5 separate regions of the Mus musculus genome follow, and all the other regions are linked to region 1. The links are chromatin contacts, called in public HiChIP or PLAC-seq and promoter capture Hi-C maps. All regions are on one chromosome and are shown on one strand. Each heading gives the region's core, a stretch centred on a gene start, on an enhancer-like site or on the middle of the called end of the contact. The rest is flanking DNA. Distances are from core to core; before and after follow the strand shown.

Region 1 (2,874 bases), core at 146-2,645:
CCCTTTCCATGTCAGCATGTCTACTGATGCTGTCCTTGTTCAGGTCTTGTTTAGGCAGCCATATTGCTATGGTATCATGTGTGAAATTTTCTGTCATTTCTAGGAGACACAATCTCACAGGTTTCCTGGACCTCTGGTTCTTACAATCTCTTCACCCCCTCTTCTGACATGTTCTGTGAGCCTAGGTCCAAGAGTTGTGCTGTTGATCTATGAATCAGGGCTGGGCACGCCAGGCCAGCCTTTTATTTTTGTATGAGACAGGGTCTCACTCTTAGTCCACACTTAACAGTGAAAGGCATCCTCCTGCCTCAGTCACTCACCTGAGTGCAGGAATTACAGGTTTGAGCCTCCATAGCCAGCCCCTTTCTACCTAATTCCTACCTTGTGACCTTGTTGACAGGAGCGGACTTTCTTCCTACTTATAAGAACCCTGTCTTGGAACAGCATCTGGTTTTGGGTCCACAAACTTTTGGTCTTAAACTCCTTTTGCACTTTTAAATACTGCTGAGGGTGGAGGCATTGTATATGTTACTAATAGTTCAGTGGCAAAACTTTAAAAAAAGCCTACACACACATATATACTTTGTGTATTGCCTGCATGTATTACAGCATGTCTATGCCTGGAACTCAGGGAGGTCAGAAGAGGGTGTTAGATCCCCTGGAACTGGAATTACAGATGGTTGGGGCCACCATGTGGGTGCTGGGAATTGAACCCCGACAATCTGCAAGAGCAAGTGCTCTTAACCACTGAGCCACCTCTCCAGCTCACAAAACCATTAGCTCTGCAAGGATCTCAACACAAGCCTATGTAAGCATTAACTAGCAACATTTACAGCTTAGTAGAAATGAAAACTGATTTATTCTAAAGGAAAAATATATACAAGAGTGCAGTCTATTGTAATGGCAGCACCACAGTCACGTGATCAAGAGAAACTACTCGCCACTATAAAGTGAAAAACCAAAAAAAAAAAAAAAAATAATAATAATAATAAAAAGTGACAGTGAAAAACGCTGTTAAACAGTACTGTCCGTACAGTAGATGTCATTAACAAACCACTAACTGGGGTCTCCGACTGCACCCCAGCCTACCCATGCGGTCCAGGGATCCAAATGTGGACGTAAAGTATGGTCTTCGCTACTTAAGATGGGCTAGGAGGCTCTGTAATAGCGACGCTTGGAAGACTGAGGCAGGAGAATCGCAAGTTCGAGCCTACAGAGCTAGACCCGATCTCAAAACGTCAAAGCAAACAGTGATAGGTGGCAGCTGCCTCCCTGCCCAACTTCTAAAAGACAACAGCTACTCGTCCTGCTCGTGTTGCTTAGGACTCCCACTTCCCGGCATGCCCCGGGCGTGCGAGAGGCGTGGACAAGTACGCGCCCGCCCCCACGTGACCCCAGGTCGTGCGAGGCGGGAATGTGCGAGCTTACGGTTGCTGGCTCGCTTGGCTTTTCTGGGCTGTGCAGACCCTAACCGGCCCGCGCCCTCCCGGGAAACCGAAGCCCGCGGGGCCGGAAGTGCTCTCGCCACCGGAGCTCCTGCTCGCAGCGCGTGTTCGGAACTTTTGGGTCCTCTCGCGGCGTTCCTTCCCGGCTTGCCCAGCTTCCGCCTTGAGGTTAAAACTCGCCCCTGGCACTGAGTAAAGGAACGTGGTGCAAACATGTCCCGGATCGAAAAGATGAGCATTCTGGGCGTGCGAAGTTTTGGGATAGAGGATAAAGATAAGCAGATTATCTCTTTCTTCAGCCCCCTCACAATTTTGGTTGGACCCAATGGGGCGGGGAAGACGGTAAGTCCTGAGGCGAGGGCCCCAGAAGGTGTTTAGGGCGTCGCCCTGCGCGCTGCGTGGGCCTCGGGGACCTCAGAGCCGGTCCGGCCCAGCAACTCGGAGTGTCGGAAGCCCACGCGTGCGCTCCGCTCTGGCATCTCGTTCCCGGGGAAGGCCGGCTGCGCCCCTGCTTCCCAGCCCCGCCCCCTAGTTCCGGAAGCGTAGCAGACTCTCGCCACCTACCTGTGCCCAACTGGGACCTCCCAAAAGCCCCTCCAAAAAGCTTTTTTTTTAAATATGAGAGATAGGTAACCTAGAGTTGCAAAACATGTCTACTGGTAAAACATAACGATGGAAAAAAAAAGACTTATTGTGGACATGAAGCTGATAGAGTAGCCCTAACGCTGGAAAATTATTTTATTACTTCTGAAGATTTGGGCAATGCGTTGTGACACACTCGTTTAATCCTAGATTGGCAGAGACATGCCCATTTCTATGAGTTTGAGGCCAGTTTGATCTACACAATAAGTTGCAAGATAGCCAGAAATACCAACTTGGATGTTGAATGTCAGGAGGTGGACTTTTATGTGGAAATGTTACTTGACATTGTACCAGGTCTGTTCTTAGCCTTGATCTCCTGGAAGGAAGACATAATAAAGCGCTTATAATCACTAGCTACATGTATACATATTTTTTGCTATTATTTAATTTATTTATTTTGGACACAGCATCCCACATAGCTTAGGCTGACCTGATCTTCTTGTCCACCAAATGCTAGAATTGTAGATACACACCTCCACACCTGGCTGTGAATGAATATTTGTCATAAACTACTGTGGTTCTCATCACTAAATAACACACAACTTGCTCTTTTTTTAGACCATCATTGAATGTCTAAAGTATATTTGTACTGGAGATTTCCCTCCTGGAACCAAAGGAAATACATTTGTTCATGATCCCAAGGTAATGGTGTCTGTAAAGTTTTGTATTTTAAGAATTAAATTTTTATAATTCTAAAAGTAGTGGTTGCTTATTGTAGAGGACCTTAGAGTGGAAAGTATGCAGAGAAGATGGTCACCTGCAGTGGACGCACCCAGTGATAACCATT
Region 2 (2,874 bases), core at 116-2,615, 410 kb after region 1:
TCCTGATGGTGATAATCCAGAGTGTGTGTGCGCGCGTGCATCCACGTGTAGAAGTGCTGTGAGGGCGGCCATGTTCTGTGAGGGCGGCCATGTGCTGCACAGAGGCTTGAGGGAGAACAGATATCCCCTGTTGCTCTCTGATGTAGTTTTTGGAGGCAGGGTCTCTCTCTGAAACTGGAGCTCTAGTTTTTGGACTAGGCTGCTAGTCAGGGAGCCCCTCCAGTTAACCTCTTGTCTTTGTCCTGCTAGGTTCTCGATGACAGATCGAGATTGGGATTCAAACCCCAGTCTGTATGGTTTCACAGCACGTATTAACTGTGGAGCCATCTCTCCCGCACGGTTTACTGTGTTGGACACCGTTAGGCACCTATGAACAAGAGGTGACAAATAAGTGAAATTTAAAAATCCTTTCAGTTTTGTGGTGTTGGGGATCCAGTCCAAGGCCCTGAGCCTGCAAGTGTTCTAGCACTGTACTCTATATCCTCAGCCACAAAACAGCCAGAAACCGGGAAACTTAGGATCTTCCTCCTGCACTCTGGGTTGGTAATAATCAGAAACGCGTTGAAGCTGGTTCCCCTCCAGCTTTCCGCAACTGGCTAACGTAGTGGTCACTATAGTTTCAGATTCTTTAGTTTAACGCAGGGTGGGGGCATGGCTGTAAGTGGGTCCCAGCACTAAGGAGAAAAGAGCTTCCGAATTTCAAGGTCATCCTTGAGGACTGTCCTGCAGGACATTCTGTCCCCTCCCCACCTACTCTATATAATAATGTGTTAGCATTCACATAAACGTGACACTGGTCTTAGACCTCCCACTCCACGGAGCATGTGATTTGGACCCTTGTGTCCAGCTCAGGGAAAACACCTAGGACTGAAAGGTCCCTCGTCTGATCACGGGAAGTGAGTGGTTAAAAGTAGGTGGAAGCGTGGCTTCGGATTCTTTTAGTTAGCGCTTGGTTTTAATACTGAGTTTTACGTAGAGCCGAGCTGAAACCCTTAGCGCCCTTAGCAGGATTAACTCGAGTTCACTGTGGGGCCTTAAAAAAAAAAAAAAAAACCCTGCAGAGAGCCTGCAAAGTCACTGCCGGAAGTCCCTCCGCGGTGACGAGCACGGCGGAAGTGGGTTCAATGCAGCTCCCCGAAGAACTGTCTCACTCCCGCTCGCCTGACTTCTGGATGGGAGGCGCCCTGCAGCTCAGGGAGGATTGTGGGGGGCTTCTCCGCGCAGGCTCAGTGGCCCACTTCGCGTCGGACCGCTTCCGTCCCCCCACTTCCTTTCACGGTTCCTGTGCCAGGACGTGACGCCAGACTTCGTCAGACGGGAGGAGCCTTGGGAGGAAAAGCGTCTGAGCCGGGGTCTCGCGAGAACGTTTCGTTTCAGCGCAGTTCTCGCGCTGCAACCTTGCTCCTGTTGCAACGAGAGCCTTCGAGATCTTCTCCGCCTCCGCGACCGGCGCCTCCTCTGCGGCCGTGGAGCCGGAGCCGCGGCCCGAGCGGTAGAGGCCCCCGTCTTTCTCCAAGCCCCAAGCCTCCTAGCGGACGGTCGTCCGGCTTCGCCCGCCCAGCCGCGGCGCTCCACCGGCCCACGCGGCTCGCCCTCTTCCACGCGCCAACCCCGCCGGGTTCCGTGTGCAGTGTCGGCGGCCGGCCCTGGGCCCGAGCCGGAGCAGTAGCCGGCGCCATGTCGGTGGTGGGCATAGACCTGGGCTTTCAGAGCTGCTATGTCGCTGTGGCCCGCGCCGGCGGCATCGAGACGATCGCTAACGAGTATAGCGACCGCTGCACGCCGTAAGTGGGGCTTGGCTGGCGGGGTCGCCTCGCTTTCCGGGCGAGGGTCCGCAGGAGACCCCCGCCGAGTGCCGGGTCGCCCGCGGCTGCCACCTGCTTCGGATCCTGGGCCTGCGCCAGGCACGAGGCCCTTTCGCGCGGGCCAAACGAAGGCTTTGAGCCGGTACTCTGATCGGCGGAGGGCAGGAGCAGGAACTGAAAGAGAAGGCGGGCCTGAGACCGTGGGATGGACCGACCGCTCTCACCTCCTTTTTTGGGGGGGGGGAGGGTTTGGGTGGTTCGGTCTGAAACGAGGTCCAGGGCTTGCTGAGCTCGTCGAATCCAATAGAGGTTCAAACTCGGCCCACGGCGAGCATTTAATAAAAGTTAACTTGCAAGATTGTGGCCTCGGGACTGGGAAGCGCTCTGAGTCCCACGTGAGTGGGGGCGGGGTGGCGCCCGGAAGATGTGGAGTCTGAGTACCCACGGCAGGCCCTGAATAAAGTCCATGCTTTTCTTGATAGCGTTTTAACTCCCTTCATTCGTTTTTGGATATTGAGTTAGGTTGGGTCATTCCTTACCCAGGCTGCTCACCTATTCCTTAACAGCGTTAGTTTTTCATGCTAATGAATTCCAGCCGGAAGGTTGCCACAATTGTTAATGCATGACTCAAGGGCTCTGTTTGACTTCTAGAACTTACATGAAGTTATGGGACCAGTATAGACAAATCTGCAAAAAAAAAAAAAAAAAAAAAAAAGACTCACTCAGAGCTTGCTGGAGTAAAAGGGAGTCTACTTTTTAGATATATGTAGGATTTTTTCCCCCACATTTAGCCCAGGATGACCTAAAATTTTCATTCTGCTTCTGTCTGCTAGAATCTGGTATTACAGGTGCGTTAAAATTTTATTTATCTGGCGCTGGTGGCACAGGCCTTTAATCCCAGCTCTCGCAGGGAGGCAGAGGCAGGCTGCAGTGAGTTCGAGGCCAGCCTGGTTCATAGAGACCATTTCAGGATAGGCAGGGCTACGCAGAAAAGAAAGCTTTGTCTTAAAAAAGATGTTAATCTACTGAATTCCTTTAGGTAAACTTTGGAAGAAGCTCTGTTGTTTTT
Region 3 (2,874 bases), core at 199-2,698, 390 kb before region 1:
CTAGACAATAGACCTCTGCAAAGCTGAGAACGTTTGAGGATGTCAGAAGCTACAAAGTGGTGCACTGGGACCCTGCTCTTAGTTCCAGGAAGCTCTTCCATCAGGAGGGATAAGGTGTCAGTAACGAGATGGCCTGCATTAAGAAGCAAAATCCTTAAAGTGTCATTCTTCAGGGTAAGGATCCACTGTGTGGCCCAGTCAGGGAAGCCACGTCGCAAGGATGGAGTGAGTTGGCTGGAGGCCTTTCCCCAATGATTCTCTTGTACTGAGACTCCTTAGCGCGTTGAGAGCACAGCAGAGTTGCTGTAGGGGGCAATTCAATGATCTCCTTCAGCATAGTAAATGACACATTAGAATACAGATGACAGGAAGACCCACCTGTACTTCCCAGTAAAATCCTGCGACAGAAGTACCCAGACCCATGCTCACCTTGCAAGGGCTCAGTGGACTTTCCTCATGCAGATCTCTCACTGCTTGTGGGTGGGGCCCTTGGACAGCTATTCCCTAAAGCGGCCCTTTTCCGTTACCTTGATTCCACTACTGTACCACAGACGTGATACTGGCCCAAGCTTGCGGCCACTCAGGGTGATTCCTCAGTCCAGGTTCCTAAGTGACCAATCCAGTTTACCGGAGCCTCCCACCCCAGCCCATGTCTCCTGCCCGGAAGCATCCAGACATCTACCAAGTCCACACAGCCCAAACTCCACACTAACTCAGTACTTACCTTGCTGATGCTCTGGACCTGAACTTTCTGAGTCTTCCCTTCTGCCTGCCTCAGTCCTTGAAAGTCTCCAGGCACAGAGAATGCTCTATTTGTTGAATCAGTCAGCCAATCGCCACCGGTCTCTGAAACTGCTCAGGGAAAACATCAGAGGTTCGACAAGGATGTCTTCTGACAGATAGGAGGAGAGTTTCTGATTTAAGAGCCCATAAAACTGGCAGCGACCAAGCTGGTCCTTGCCAGGGTTGGGAGCCAGGGGTCTTCCTCATCCTAAGCAGCGCCGCCTTCGGGGCCAGGCGGGCGCCTCCGCCTTAGATCGGGGGGCGACCCCGGGGTCAGGTCGCCCCTTCCCGGGAGCCCGCCAAGTGTCCTGTCCGGCCCGGCCTAACAGTACCGGCAGGAAGGGCACCGCTGACCTCACCGCCCTAACCCTGGGAAGGGACGCGGGCGGGACAGGAACCCAGGCGGGTGCAGAATCAGGGCGCCGGACGCGGGGCACGGGGCTGAGGGACCCCGGATCCAGCTCCCGGCTCCGCGCAGAGCAGAACGCACCGCCCGGCCACCGGGACCCGAGCCCAGCCCGGCGACGACCCTGCGGACCCGCGCTCACCTGAACACGCGCAGAAGCCGGCGTTTCCAGAACCTCCCGCGGCGTCGCCCCGGCGCTCTCGGCTCCGCCCTCGTCACAGTCTCCGCCCGCTTGAGCCTCCGCCACGTCCCCACCTCCCGCCCCCCGGGCCCGCCCGGGCCTGGCTCCGAGCCACTGGAGCCTTCGGGAAGGCCCGAGCCGCCACGCGCTGCACGTATGCGATGCACACCTCCTTGCGCCGCGTGGGACCGGCACCAGGGGCGGCGCCCCCATCCCAGCCTGCTCCAGCCCTCTGTGGTCCCACCACCCCCACATCCATTACCACCGGCAAATTGCAGGAGGCTGGCGTCACTAAGATCGGGAATTGAGTATCCTGGGAGGGGAGTGGAGGGAGGGAAAAGACAAGGGTCTGAGATGTCAGCGCACCTCATCTCTCCAGATGACCCATCTCCAAAGCCTAACTGCTTCTCTGAGGGGCTCAGGCTAGCCAGGCTTCGGCTCTTCTGTAAATGTGAGAAGTTGGCGTAGCCTGGAGCATCTCATCCTAGGGCCAACCTATGGCTTATAACACAGGCCAATGAGATTGGACACCTCAACCAGCTCTGTCTGAGACACACACAGTCAAGAAGACAGGGAAGCAACCGACCTCGATCTGAACTGAAGGATGCTCTGGCAGCTGAGCAGGTTCCCACGCCTGCCCTGTAAGCTTGCTTCTCCATGAATGAGGGGAAGCAGTCTGAGAATCTCATCAGGGAGCAGAGCCCAGAACGGAGATGCCCGGCCTGTGGGACTGTGCCTGGAGTTTGGTGTGGATTTCCCTATAATGGCATGGACCAGGCAGACGGCCCAGACTAGGAAAGACAGACACACAGAAACAACTCAGAAAATACTACCTGGCCACTTGTCCGTGTCTGTGGCAGCTACCAGCCAAGAGCCCAGTTGAAACCATGCACAAACCTTTCTGCATCTGCTATGCCACAGAAAGTACAGTTTGCCCAGATCCTCAGATCCTCCCCATGCCCGCCCACTTCTCTGTCCGGAGTGGTCCTCCTCCTCCTCCTCCTCCTCCTCCTCCTCCTCCTCCTCCTCCTCCTCCTCCTCCTCCCCCTCTCCACAGGATCTTTCCCATTGGCCTATAAATACCTTCAATCCATGGCTATGGAAACATAACCCTCACCCCACTCTACCACCCACTGTGCATCTCTCCTTGGCCAACCAAGCAAGCAAAGTCCATCTTCTTGGCCTATCTCTCAGACCTTCTAGCTCCACAACAGCCCCCAACAGTTACTGTATTATGTTTATTGCTTTACCGTTGTTAAATCACCCTTACATGGTGTATGCTCTTTTTTATTTTTTTTTAAATTATCTTTAATCTTTTTTTTTTTTACAGTCCAGTTGTTATCCCCCATCCATTCTCACCGCCAACAGTTCCTCATCCCATTTCTTGTCCCCTGTCTCCAAGAGGATGTCCCCACACCCCCACACAACCCCACACTCCACCAGGCCTCCCATTCCCTGGGGCCTCAAGTCTCCTCAAGAGTTAGGTGTGTCTACTAAGGCCAGA
Region 4 (2,874 bases), core at 256-2,755, 320 kb before region 1:
TTTATGTTTGTTAGTAATTTGAAGTGGAAGAACAGAACCTAAGTGAGATTCCGACCACAACACACCACCACTCAAGCATTTCAGAAGTAAAGAAACCCTGCGAGTACTCTCACTGGATTAATAAGCACGGATCCAGGCACAGAAGTGCACAGCTTTAATCCCAGCACTTGGGAGGCAGAGACAGGCAGAGCTAGCTCTGTGAGTCAAGACCAGCCAGGTCTACATAGCAAGTTCCAGGACAGCCAGGGCTACATCCGAAGACCCTGTCTCAAACGAACAAAAGTAAAAAGCTAGTGTCCTGGCATACTAGGAGATGCGGCTTAAATGACAGGAAAAGAAATGTAAGTTACTGGTGGGAAGTCAGCCTAACAGTAGGACTCATGGGGGAAACTAACAAAAACAAAGAAAAAAGCAGAAGTCTCCTTCAGTTCCTTGCCAGAGTCTGATGAGACAACCCGGTTTGTGCAAAGTGTTGGGCTACTCAGCCTTACAGTCTCTCCAGGCCTGTGGATCCCAGGCTAGGGGAGCCCAGCTCTAGCTTGGGCTAGCTTGTACACTGTGCCCAGGACCTTAGATGTGAATACTGAGCAGAGAGAGAAAAAAGGCAATCCCGCTTTTGGTTACCCTGCCAGTTCTGAGGGCCAAATCTCACCAGTTTGTCCTCTCTCTGTCCCTTCCTCCCTCTGTTCCTAGACTAGAATGGGCCTTTCTGCAAATAGCCTTTCAGTCCAAGAAGGCTTTGGCACCGTGCCGCAATAAAGGACTCCGGGTGCCCCGAGAGTGCAAAAGGACAAACACCGAGCCCAGGCGTGGTGACTCCTCTATGCTCCCTCAGTGGGCCGACTTCCCTCTGGTGTCTCTATAAAGGCCACAGGGAATCTTTCGAAAGGACACTAGAACGACTCAGGGGCCCGTGATCCAGCCCTTCTAATCCAGGGCGCGCCTCTGACTCAGCATGACCTCGCACATCCTTTTCTGGCTCCAGGTCCACAGTCGCCTCTTTGCAAGGTGAGGATCCTGCTTTTCCAAGGACGCTTCTCGGGCCGCCGCCGTCCCGTGATGGACTACGGCCATGCTAAGGTTCATAAGTGAGTTCCCACGCTGGTGTGTGTGAAGAGGTGGCGCTCCTGTCCCCCACACAGGTCTCTTGGGAGCGCAGACTTGATTAACTGACCGGTCCGCCTGCTCATAATCCAGGCTGGGATTGTGGAGCAACGAACTCCTGCTCCGGGCTAGGCCTGGCTTTCGGGACGCTCCTCCCTGTCGCTCTCCCTCCCACGTGGGGCCGAGAAAGCCGGAGCTCCTAGCTGCACGCGCGTTGTCCGGCCGATTCCGGGCGGGAGGCCTGCGTGGAAGGCCGCTGGGTGCAAGGAACGGAGCAGGAGGCTGAGCCGGCCCGAGAGCTCCGCCCAGATCGGTGGAGTGCAGTGGCCTTTCGCTGCCTAGCCGCACGGGGGTGTGGTCCAGAGGACTCGGCTTCCCGGCGCTCCGCGCCAACCCCTGGGAGTTTTGCAGCACCCACGGCGTGTTTGCACGCAGCCACCTAGGAAGATCCCCTCAGCGCGCCGCAATCGCTGAATCCTTTCTCTCCACCCACCTCCCTCACGCAAGCTGAGGAGGAGAGGTGGAAACATGCGGGACTACGACGAGGTGATCGCCTTCCTGGGCGAGTGGGGGCCCTTCCAGCGCCTCATCTTCTTTCTGCTCAGCGCCAGCATCATCCCCAATGGCTTCAATGGTATGTCAGTCGTGTTCCTGGCGGGGACCCCCGAGCACCGTTGCCTGGTTCCTGACACTGTGAACCTGAGCAGCTCCTGGCGCAACCACAGCATCCCCTTGGAGACGAAGGACGGACGACAGGTGCCTCAGAGCTGCCGCCGCTACCGACTGGCCACCATCGCCAACTTCTCTGCGATGGGGCTGGAGCCAGGACAGGACGTGGATCTGGAGCAGCTGGAGCAGGAGAGCTGCCTGGATGGCTGGGAGTACGACAAGGACATCTTCCTGTCCACCATCGTGACAGAGGTAGGTGGTAGTGCTGGAGCTGGACATTGGGAATGGAGACTCCGTTGCATCCGTGCCCCCAACAGCCCCTGACAGTGCCTGGGTCAGTGTCACCTACTGTCTCAAAACTTCCAGGCACAGAGTGGGGTTGTGAGTGTATTCTCAGCGCACACTCAGAGCTGATGAATTTCTGTGTGGCATGGAGGGGATGAAAAAAAGAGAGTGTTGTCATCAACTGCCTTTTCCTTTCTGAGTTTCACAACAGAGTTTCCCAAGAGCCCTGGTGCTTCCCTGGGCAGGCCAAACCAGACTGTCTTGATTTATAGTCATAGCTATTTCCTTGCTACAGAGAATGGCTACAGTGGTCTGTTGATGGACACAAGGAAGGGTCTTGAGACAGAAGGGCCTCTATGTCGAGGCCCCCACTTTCTCGAAAAAGAGGCAGCAGCCCCTTCCTTGACACTGGTTGGATGTAAGGAGTCAAAACTAGAACCTGGCCTTTGGACACTCAAGGAAAGACCCGTACTTCTGAGGGAAGTGTAAGCTGGTGATCAAGGCTCCAGCTGAGCCCACTGCCTTACCTCTAAGTGATCAGGGAATAGGTTCCCCAAGTCACCAGAGTCTGAATGTGGACCTACTACTCCCTCTTAGTTTCCTGCTGCGTATTTGCTGAGGACCAGGTCATAACAGATAAGACAAGCACTGTTTCTGGCAAGAGCATCACCCAGAACTGATTACCTGCTGTTGGTCAAGCTGGTAGAAAATCTGCCTTCCCACCATTGCTGCTTCTGGTCTGTCTTTTTTTTTCCCTAGGCTGGTTAAACAAAAAACCAACTAGGTTCCTCCCAATGAGATCTCTGGGAACAACAG
Region 5 (2,874 bases), core at 230-2,729, 280 kb after region 1:
GAAGAGACTTCTACAGCTCGTCTTCTGACCTACACCCCTAGCACTTACATACCAAATACATATTTTAAAATGTAGTGACAGTACAATATCCTGATGCCCTTGTTTTGGTCTACAATTCACTTGACTATACTTTGGTTGAAAAATCTTGAGACATCAGCAAATGCAATTAAATAGACATCGTATTTATTCTTTAACCAACCACCCAGATGGCAGAAATCAGGACAGTGTTTTAGTCCTTGATTAAAGTATTTGTGTCCCGGCCTTGGAGGTGAGATCAAGCTAGATAATGTTTAAGGAAAATGGGGGCAGGGTGGAGGTGGGGGGGAGAATGTGCAGGTGCACCATGAAAGGCTATCTAGCACCCCTTGGAAGGAGACTATCTCTTGGGAGAAAGTCAAAACACACTAATGACACAGGATAAAAAAAAAATCAGTTTGCCCAGCACCAGATAGATAAGGCTGAAGTACTCTTGCAAAACTGAAGCTCACCGCCAAACTGCCCCAGTTTGATTGCCAGATTATTTACAGCCAGTTAACCCATTTACAGCCACTGAGAGGAGGAGAAAGGGCGGTGAGTCCCACAGGATAATATTAGCTAGGAGAATGAATGCACTTTAGAGAAAACATAACAGTTCCTTAGAGAGTGGGGTCTGGGTTTGATGACACACTCAGCCCAAACCCACCACTTTCTCCTTGGCTCCCATCACCACTATGTGCGTCTGACAACTGCCACACTCGTTCGTGGCTGAACTGGGAGAAACGTTTATGTCACATCTTGGACAAGTCTACAGCCTGCCAGTGGCTTGCTAGGCAGTGTGTACCAAAGCTCTAGATCCGTGTCCTTAATTTTGTACTGTGGTCAGTGAAGGCCCTTTTGGTTATGAGGACCACATATACCTGGTGGAGAGTAAGGGACAGCAGAAGAACGAGGAGAACAAGTCTTTTTGTTTTTTCTTTTTAATTTTTGAGCAGCTGCCGGCTGTTATGCAAAGGCCTGGTACTGAGCGGAAAGGACCGCCTCTTGGAACACCCAGGTGCTCCTAAGCCACGCCCATCACCCTAATCCGCGCCCCATGCACCTATAGGCCCCGCCCCGTGCACCTCTCGACGGGGGACCTTACGGACGTATCCACCTAAGATCCCCAGGGTGGCTAATAAGCCCCGCCCACTTGCTTGGCACCCCTCCCACCAAGCCACCATTCCTCTTCAAGCCCCGCCCCTTGGCAACATCAACCTCTCCCGTGCGTTCACTACTTACCGTAAGCCCACAAGCACCTCTATAAGCCCCACCCACGTGTCGCTAGAAGCGCCTCTAAGCTCCGCCCAGCCCTCTTGGTACTGGTCCTTTCCGGCTACACGAAGGTCAGGCCACGCCCACTCAGGTCAACTGACAATTTTTTTTTTGAGTCTCCCCCTTGAGATCGAAAGAAAATGGTAGTTCCCGGAAATGACTTCACGTTCTCTAGGCTCGGCTTCCGCTCCTCCCGGAAGTGACGGGCGAAAGCCGGCTCAGAGCTCTGGAGGTAGAGGTGACCGATCCTGGGGGTCGGTGTTAGGCCGTGGGAGGTTTTTCGCGAGACTGAGCCACGCGTCTATCTTCTGTCCCAGGGCCGCCGTCACCATGGGCCGCGAGTTTGGGAACCTGGCGCGGATACGGCACGTGATCTCCTACAGCTTGTCGCCCTTTGAGCAGCGCGCCTTCCCAAGCTATTTCAGCAAAGGCATCCCCAACGTGCTGCGCCGCACTCGCGAGCGCATCCTGCGCGTGGCGCCGCGTGAGTGCGGGGCGGGCGGGGTACAGCCGCGCACCTCTCCTTCCGACGCCCTCGCGGGGCAGACGTGGAGGAGTTCTTATCATATCGAAATGACTGGCCTAAGGTCACTTGGGTGACTCCAACGGCTCCCTCTGAGGTCATCGCTGGCCACTATCTGTGATGAAAGGCTGATGCAATCAGTGTCTTGTGTTAGATGTGCGGCCGATTTTGCTGTCGGTTTCATGGCATTGTGAATATCCGTGAAGGTGCACTTAAATTTGATGGAGAGGTTGAGGCCCGATCTTGCTGTAGAAGCCAGGCTGGCCTTAAACTTGAGATTTTACTGCCCTCTCCTCGGGACTGTTGGCTGGAATTGTAGGCATGCGCCAGCACAACAGTACTTTTTAAAATGGTGAAGATTATGTTAGGTAAATTCCGTGATTTTTTTTTTTTTAATTTGGTGTTAACTAGGAAAGCGAAGGCCACATCTTCCTGGGCTGATATCTTTGTTTTGGTTGCTTATAAAATGGTTGTGTACTATAACCATTTTGAACCTCTTATTAAAAGTAGTTTCTGGTCATAATGGTGTCTACATTTAATCCCCAGCAATCCTGAGACAGAAGCAGGTGGATCTATGTAGTTTTGAGGGAGTTCTAGACCAGCAAGGGCCTTATACTGTGAGCTTGTCTTAATACAGCAACAGAAACTTAGGGCTGGGGATGGTTCAACATCTTTCCTGCTCTTTCAGAAGATCCAGATTCCATTCCTAGCACCCATATGGTGGCTTACAATCATCTGTGACTTAAGTCCTGAGGGATTTGCCATTCTCTTACTCCCTTAGTCACCTCGGTATGCCCTGAGCCACAGCACGCACGCATGCCTTTAATCCCAGTGCTTAGGAGGCAGAGGCAGGCAGATCCCTGAGTTCATGGACAGCCAGGCTTACACAGAGAAAGAAACCCTTTCTCCAAAACCAAACAAACAGTTGAAGCTAGGGACAGTAGAAGGACAGGCAGAATTGGTTGAAAGTCAGAAAGGAGGACATGGACTGACAGAGGTGGGTGGATCTCTTGTTTGAGGTCTGTCTGTCCACTCAAGGAGGCCATATCAAAAAAGGAAAA

The links. Promoter capture Hi-C pulls out the DNA fragments that hold promoters and counts their contacts. HiChIP or PLAC-seq counts read pairs in DNA pulled down with a chosen protein or histone mark.
Region 2: an H3K27ac HiChIP or PLAC-seq map of extraembryonic endoderm stem cells shows a contact between it and region 1. The contact joins the promoter of Hspa4 here to the promoter of Rad50 in region 1. A contact is called at or near these places in 2 of 39 promoter capture datasets (the C10 cell line and liver), 1 of 484 Hi-C or Micro-C datasets (CD8 T cells) and 7 of 115 datasets of contacts at active chromatin or transcription factors (the SCID.adh cell line, acute myeloid leukemia, effector CD8 T cells and 4 more).
Region 3: a promoter capture Hi-C map of liver shows a contact between it and region 1, with 2.8 times the contacts expected there. The contact joins the promoter of P4ha2 here to the promoter of Rad50 in region 1. A contact is called at or near these places in 5 of 39 promoter capture datasets (embryonic stem cells, liver and stem cell-derived epiblast-like cells), 1 of 115 datasets of contacts at active chromatin or transcription factors (trophoblast stem cells) and 1 of 9 other capture datasets (adipose tissue).
Region 4: an HNF4G HiChIP or PLAC-seq map of pancreatic cancer cells shows a contact between it and region 1. The contact joins the promoter of Slc22a4 here to the promoter of Rad50 in region 1. A contact is called at or near these places in 2 of 115 datasets of contacts at active chromatin or transcription factors (bone marrow-derived macrophages and pancreatic cancer cells) and 1 of 9 other capture datasets (adipose tissue).
Region 5: a contact with region 1 is called in a promoter capture Hi-C map of neural stem cells. The contact joins the promoter of Uqcrq here to the promoter of Rad50 in region 1. A contact is called at or near these places in 7 of 39 promoter capture datasets (3T3-L1-derived adipocytes, the SN4741 cell line, cranial neural crest and 4 more), 7 of 484 Hi-C or Micro-C datasets (B cells, CD4 T cells, embryonic stem cells and 4 more), 18 of 115 datasets of contacts at active chromatin or transcription factors (the 230-238 cell line, the NIH/3T3 cell line, the SCID.adh cell line and 15 more) and 4 of 9 other capture datasets (adipose tissue, liver, macrophages and 1 more).

The regions. Positions count from the first base shown.
Region 1 is chr11:53,705,840-53,708,713 of GRCm38.p6, reverse strand. It overlaps Rad50 (RAD50 double strand break repair protein), which reads left to right and starts at 1,395. Exons shown (of 25, transcript NM_009012.2): 1 at 1,395-1,787; 2 at 2,646-2,729. The coding sequence starts at 1,659.
Region 2 is chr11:53,298,970-53,301,843 of GRCm38.p6, reverse strand. It overlaps Hspa4 (heat shock protein 4), which reads left to right and starts at 1,365. Exons shown (of 19, transcript NM_008300.3): 1 at 1,365-1,784. The coding sequence starts at 1,678.
Region 3 is chr11:54,099,498-54,102,371 of GRCm38.p6, reverse strand. It overlaps P4ha2 (procollagen-proline, 2-oxoglutarate 4-dioxygenase (proline 4-hydroxylase), alpha II polypeptide), which reads right to left and starts at 1,448. Exons shown (of 16, transcript NM_001136076.2): 1 at 1,332-1,448; 2 at 725-852.
Region 4 is chr11:54,026,735-54,029,608 of GRCm38.p6, reverse strand. It overlaps Slc22a4 (solute carrier family 22 (organic cation transporter), member 4), which reads left to right and starts at 1,505. Exons shown (of 10, transcript NM_019687.4): 1 at 1,505-2,025. The coding sequence starts at 1,633.
Region 5 is chr11:53,429,436-53,432,309 of GRCm38.p6, reverse strand. Uqcrq (ubiquinol-cytochrome c reductase, complex III subunit VII) reads left to right here and starts at 1,479. Exons shown (of 2, transcript NM_025352.3): 1 at 1,479-1,774. The coding sequence starts at 1,621. It also overlaps a transcript of Gdf9 not described here.